2 separate regions of the Gossypium hirsutum genome follow, and region 2 is linked to region 1. The links are chromatin contacts, called in public Hi-C maps. All regions are on one chromosome and are shown on one strand. The core of a region is the stretch at or near the end of the contact, and the rest is flanking DNA. Distances in the headings are between cores, read along the strand shown.

The links. Hi-C and Micro-C count contacts between places; a contact is called where the count stands out from the background.
Region 2: a Hi-C map of leaf shows a contact between it and region 1, with 2.0 times the contacts expected there. The contact joins the enhancer-like site here to the promoter of LOC107926595 in region 1. A contact is called at or near these places in 9 of 34 Hi-C or Micro-C datasets (anther, callus, hypocotyl and 1 more).

Annotation. Positions count from the first base shown.
Region 1 is chrA07:8,241,429-8,244,900 of Gossypium_hirsutum_v2.1, forward strand. LOC107926595 (protein DSS1 HOMOLOG ON CHROMOSOME V) reads right to left here and starts at 1,403. Exons shown (of 3, transcript XM_016857490.2): 1 at 1,177-1,403; 2 at 946-1,048. The coding sequence starts at 1,039.
Region 2 is chrA07:8,351,967-8,355,441 of Gossypium_hirsutum_v2.1, forward strand. It overlaps LOC107926603 (annexin D5), which reads right to left. Exons shown (of 6, transcript XM_016857497.2): 6 at 2,503-3,038. The coding sequence ends at 2,835. Among protein-coding and RNA genes, the nearest start is that of LOC107926603, 11 kb to the right of the region's middle. Within about 2 kb of position 1,590, at least 5 of the 9 cell types and tissues checked have an H3K27ac peak or open chromatin away from gene starts, as enhancers often do.

The DNA of each region.
Region 1 (3,472 bases), core at 153-2,652:
TTAAGCCAACAGCATGCAACCATGTTATCAGTTGCTTGCATCAGAGATTAGGAGTTCAAGAATACTAAAGATTGTTTGTGATCTGCTGCCGGGGAAAACTCTTGAAATCCAATGTTTTATTTTTATACCTAATTGGAGAAAGTAAATATAATTCTATAATTAGCAATTTTGAAAGTCAGGCTCATGGAAGGATAAAATGGGTATAAGATGATGTCAAAATTTTGTGAATTGCAAATACTAACATGGTCATTAAGGTGAAAACGGGTCAGTTCAGCTTGGGGGCTAGGTCAGAAAATTATGAGCGTCAAAATTCTGCAAGACGCTAAGAGAAGCTCTTATTCTGACTCCAACAAGAGTTTGATGAATCAAGAATCAAGTTGTGTACGTTTTCAACAAGAATTTATAACAATATTTCAAGCTAGACCTAGTATATTATGGTTATCCAGATATAAAAGTGGGAGTTTTAATTGCACAAAAAAGCACTCCAATGATCCTAGTAACCAGCAAAATGAATTTAGGCAGCTTATAAGTATCATATATAAAGAGAAACAAAGTCTAGGACACAAAAAAACAAATATATAAAGGGGTTCGCAACCAAATCAGCAACCAGGCAATGACTACATTAGATTCACATTTTTCAAAGACTATCTGCCATAAAAGCCAATGGCCTCTTGGACTCCAACAAGTATCGCCTCAATACAGACTCCCTCTCTAATTCAAATATAAATTCCAATCTAGATACAACCAGAAGCGTAGAAGTTCAATAAATTGAACAGCTCATATAAGTTTATAATTCAACATTAAGAAAACTATAGAAGAAAGTGAAAAAATCAAGATAATCGGCATAACCTTTTTCATAATTTTTGATCAGTTAGTATACCCAAAATTAAACCCTAGCCTCCACGAATTTTTCCTTTTTTTTTTAAATAAGGTAAAAACAATTACCTTCATCAATCTCAAATTCTTCAAACTCATCATCATCTTCAAACAAATCAATCTTCACGTCTTCGGTTGCCGATTTTGGTTGTTCCGTTGCCATTTTTTCTAGCTGAAAACAGAGAAATAATATTAACACAAAACCCTAATTTTGTGAAGGCAGCAACTGGGGAATTAAAATAAAAGAAAATTTATATTAGAAAATTAAAAATATTGAAAAGGAATTATTAGTTAACTTACGAGTTGTAATTGCACAGAGACTCTGAATATTTCTTGAGGAGGGGTTTTCGTACACTGAAAAGCGTAGTCCAGAGGAAGCCCAAATATAAGGAGAAAGCAACGCGCAAAATGACTATTTTAGGGTTGCGCACTTAATTTTGTTTCAATACGTACTTCAGTTCTTAAAGTAGAGCTGCTCATTCCGATGGCCCGTTTAGAAAATGAAATGCTGTAGGCAAAAATATGAAGCCTCATAAATGAGTTCAGTAAAATTGAAAGCTCGCCCTTTTATACGGGTTAGATATTGAATAAAATTTTCGGCTCCAACATTAGGTTAGAAAAATAATTATATTATTTATTTATATTAAATAATAATTAGATATATTTATATTAAATTATTAACTCAATAATAATTAAATTAATTATCTAAAATTAAAAAAAAATCTAACTAAATAACCCAAGATACAAAATATAAAATTTATATTTAATACAATAAAATATTTATTATATTTATGGTAATATTTTTAATATAAATACTTTTTACTGTATTAGAAAACTTTTATTTTAGCCTTTTTTAGTACATTTAGTATATTATATTTTCTAAAAATTTATTTTTAAATAAAAACTAATTTTTAAAGAAATCAAATATGAACTCGCTCAAGTTTACCTTTCTTAAATTAAGTTGGGCTTGGTAAAAAAATAAGCCTATTTTTCAAGTCGAGTTGAGTTTAAGCTTAGACAATTAGTCTAGATACATTGCATGGACTCAGCTCGACCCAATCTATGAGCATTCTATTTAAAGTATATGGTTTTTCTCACTTTGATTATTAAAGATTTTTGACATAATGATCTATTTAGCCCTCAACTTTTACAAAAAAGAAATTATTTTAGCACCCCATTTAATTTTTCGTCTTTTTAACCTTTGAACATGCGCTCTTTTTATTAAATCACCCCAAAATAGATGGAATAGCTAAAAAAGGTTAGTTTTGCTGATGTGGACATACATGTGGACTACCATGCAGATGCCACATTAACAATTAATTAATTTTTTAAATTTTTTTAAAAAATTAAATAATTTAAATTAATTTTTATATTTTTTAAATTTTTTAAAAATAATTAATTATATGTGACATTTACGTGGCAATCCACGTGTATATCCACATGAACAAAGTTATGTTTGTTAATTTTTCCATTCATTTTAGGGTGATTTGACAAAAAATATAAATTTAAGAGTTAAAAAATGTGAAAAATTAAATGGATATCTAAAATAATTTTTTTATAAAATTTGAGGACTAAATAAATCCTTATGCAAGATTCGTAACGATACCTATCATTTTTAATTAAAAATATATTTCTTTATTATTATATTAAAGTTTTCTTTTTGATTGAAAACCTTGACGATAAGAATATTCACAGAGCTACCTGTGTTGATCAAGATCATCTTTACTTGAAATGAGAAGATGGTGGCAAAAACCATAAGAAGACTGTCTCCTTTAACATCAAAGACGTCCCTTTCATCAAATTCCGAAAACTAAAACTGTCATGGAGAAGTCCTGGGCTTTTTCACTGGGGCGGCCCCTAACATTACACTCCTAAGGTAAGCCTTTCGCCTGAAATTGGAGGCTACCCATTCTACATGCTTGCCCCCAACAAGCACACCAATTATCCCTCTGATAGGTTGCTTGCCTCTATCATCTCAATGAGGGTCGGATTTTTTTCTGGTTGATTTTATGATGACTAATAAATTTTGAGATTATTATGTATTTTTCAACTTTGGGTAATTGGAGAAATTGCAAAAAGTTCATCTATGGTAGCCTTGAATTTTCTGTAAATTTACGTTTCCAAAATACAAAAGAATTTTCATATTTTTTTCTTCTTTTTTCAAAACAAGGCCATGTTATGGAGCAAGTTGCAACATTCTAAGTCTATAATCAAACTAACTTCAAAATTGCATCTTGAATTTTGGAGGTTGTGATGACTAAACGAGTGTTTTGATGGTTGGAAGAGAAAGTTGTGGCAGCAGGCCACAATGAGTGAAGGTAACCAAACTTACTTCAAAGTTGCAACTTGAATTTTGGAGGTTGTGACGACTAGACGAGTGTTTTGATGGTTGGAAGAGAAAGTTGTGGCAGCAGGCCACAGTGAGTGAAGGTAGTAAGCTGCCCACACAAAAGTCGTGGCTCCAGAATATGACATCAGCTCAAATAAGAACAGCCTCTTTTTTTTTTTTGTTATCAAGGATTTTATTACTCTGTGTGATGCTTTGGATGGTTGTATTTTACATAAATTGATGTTTTATCTATGACAAATGCATGGA
Region 2 (3,475 bases), core at 340-2,839, 110 kb after region 1:
TCAAATTTGAAATCTTACAATTTTGTAAAATTTTATTTAAACTAGTCACTTTCATCAATTAAATTTCATATTTTAATGGTTTTAGTTTTAAAATGTATTTAATCACCAAATAGAATATTAATATGATCAGGTATGATAATAAATTTAGGTTTTAATATTTATCTAATTTGTTAATTTAATCTTAATTTTAAAAATTCAACATAATTCTAAATTTTAAAAAAAATGTATAAAAAAAAGATTAAAATATAGATAATGCATTGGAATATGCAATTAAAGAAGATTAGCTTTATTCCCGATAAGTAATTGGGAACGATCCTTTTCAGCTTTATTGAGATATGTTGTAAAAAGTGATAATTAAGAGAGAGTAAAAGAGTGCAGGAATGTAGTTGATTGTGAGGAACATATTTTATGTATTAAATTATTTTATTAGTTGGATGGTTTGGAGAGAAAAGACTTAATCTGGGAACGAGGTGAGCTTAATTCATAACTTGTATTAAAAGTGATAGTAGATTTCTCATTAGATAAAGTCTTGGCGTGCAAAATATGATATATAATTTAAAACTCAAAATACTTACCACTCAACTACTCCCAAGTATATAACATCATTGTCAAGTAATAAATTACAAACAACTAATTTCATTGAAGGAACCATTCTGATGATTGAAGATTTGAAACCCAATAAATGAATAACACAACCTTGTAATTTTTTTTTTGTAATGTTGAGGGTTAATTTTAAAGGAATGAAAAAAGATGAAAATTATTATCTTAGATTTTTTGGTGTTTCTATCTACTCATATTTGACTCAATAAACCTTAACAAAGTTAGATCTATTTTAATTTAAACTAACATTTTATAATAGTAAATAATAAGATGGCCTTAATTAGTTGGGATTCAGTGTGTCAGCCTAAGGCTCATGGGAGGCTCGGCCTTAGACAGTTAGAAGATCATAATATTGCCTTCATGATTAAAATAGGTTTTAACATCGTTTCTAATGCCAATGCCCTTTGGATTCAGGTTCTTCAATCAAAATATAAAGTTCTTAGTGGTCTGCCTAAGGAATTATCTAGAAGACGGTGTTCCTTTCTTTGGAGGTCCATTTCTAAGGTGTGGCCACTCATTTGAGAAAATCTGGTTTGGTCGGTTGGTGATGGGAAGAGTATCAAAGGCTGGCAGGACTCTTGGATATCCCAAACTGTGGTCCTTTACTGAACTTTATTCCCTCCCCTGCTAACCTTAATTTGGATTGTTCTCTTAGTGATTTGACTGCAGGTAATGACTCGTGAAACTTAGATCTTTTTAGACTGTGGGTGCCAGAAGAAATCATTGATCGGATTGTGAGTGTTCCTCCACCACATCCTTCATCAGGTTTGGACTGTATCATATGGGGAGCCACCTCGACCGGCACCTTCTCTCTTAAGGGTGCATATGGGAAGGTTCATGAAGGCACTTTGAATTCCAAAAATTGGTTTTGGAGGATACCTTGAAAATTTAAAGGTCCTCATCAGATCCACTTCTTTATTTGGCTTGGCTTAAAGCAAAAGCTACTTACAAATGCTGAAAGAGTAAGATGAGGTTGTGGGAGTAACGGCGTTTACGGTATTTGTGGGCATGTTTTAAAGGATTTGATGCATATACTCAGAGATTGTCTTGCAACCAGAGGCGTTTGGGATAAAATCATTCCTCAGCAAACTCTTTTTGGTTTTTACTCTGGATCTCTACTTGAATGGACGGCGAATAATTTGCAGAATCAGATGACTTCTTCGATGGGGGAATTGATTGGCCCTGTCTCTTTGGGATTATTGCGTGGTGTATTTGGAAGAATCGTAACATGTTTGTTTTCCAAGGAATTTCGTGGAGTGTTGAGGAAATTATTAAAATCTTCTATAGTTGGGCTAAGCAATATTCCTCAGTTTCCTCGATTTCAAAGTTTGAAGTTTGACGCACTCTACCTAATTGGCCTATACCCAACAGTTGGGTTTGTTTGAACACTAATGGTTCGGTTAAGATTGAAGAGGGCTTTGTAGCTGCGGGAGGCTGCGTAAGAGATCATAAAGGTGAGTAGATTATAAGGTTCGCGAGATATTTGGATAATTGTTCAGTTTTGGAGACAAAGCTCTGGGGGCTTTGAATGGGTTGAATCTAATGGCGGATAGGTGTTTTCAAAATTACTTATTTAAATTAATAGTATTGAAGCCATTAAAGTTATCATAGAAGATGATTCGGGAATCTTTAATTTTATCATTATTAGAAGAATTCATCTTACGCTTAAAAAAATGGAGCAGTGAAAAATTCATCTTGTTCCCAAGGGAAGTAATCTAATTGCAGAAAGCCTAGCCAGTATTGTTTATACTAGGAGTCTAGACTGCTTGTGAACCCTCCTTTGAGGATTTAGTTTGTATTGTTCTCTTTTCTTTCACCAAAAATAATAATAATAATAATAACATATAATTATTCTTATCATCTATAGATAATAACAGCTGTGTATAGATAATAACAGCAGTCTAGTGGAAGGCCTATACGGCAACTGTTTTTTTTATCATTCAATCCATTAATATTCAATACAATTTCACACTTCATAAGAATGAAATATACATTTCATGGGTAGATCCTACACCGATGGTGATTAGAGTTATCAGAAGAATAATACACAAAATCTCAACCCTACATGGTGAGACTGACATCGCTACACAAAAACAACAATCACTTGCCATTTCACAAATATTAGACAAATACAATCAAACTAAATGAAAAGAACTGGATCCACTCAAACATTTTCACTTAAGCTTTACTTGCATTACACGTGTATATCCTACCCATTATTCACAACCTTGACACTAATGGCTTGGTCCCAAAAGAGAAAGAAGAAAAGTCTGGTAGTGGCCCGATGTTTCCGAGTGAACTGCATCGTTTAAGGACTTTTTGTATTTCCTCATATACTCGGCTTTTATGTAGTGCATATCGATCTCAGTTCTCGTCACGATTACTCTTATGACTGTAGTGTCATTGGTTCCCAGACCTTTCATTGCCTGATGTAGTACCTGCATAATTGAAAAAAGTGATAAGATCAACAACGATGCAATTATGATGAGTGTTATCGAACATAAATGGTAGCATTACAGTTCCCCAGAAGAAACATCTTGCAAGGTTTTACCTATTCAACTAAAGCAAATTGATAATATTCCAACACTATAACCAAATTGCAACATAGGAAACAAAAATTATAAGCTTAAGACTTTGCTTGGTAGGGTGGAAAGAAAATTGAAAGGGTAGAAAGAAAATGTAATTTTTTTTTTCATTCCATAGGTATACTTGATAGAAAAGATGGAAAAATTGAAAGAAAAAGTAATTTTCTTTCCATCTATTGCTTAGTAGAGTTAAAAAATGAAAGGAAAGAATATGATTTTTTTTTTTAAAATGCATAATTTTAAACCAGCATTTATCCCTCTCTCATTTTCTCTCCTCTTATCATTCCAAT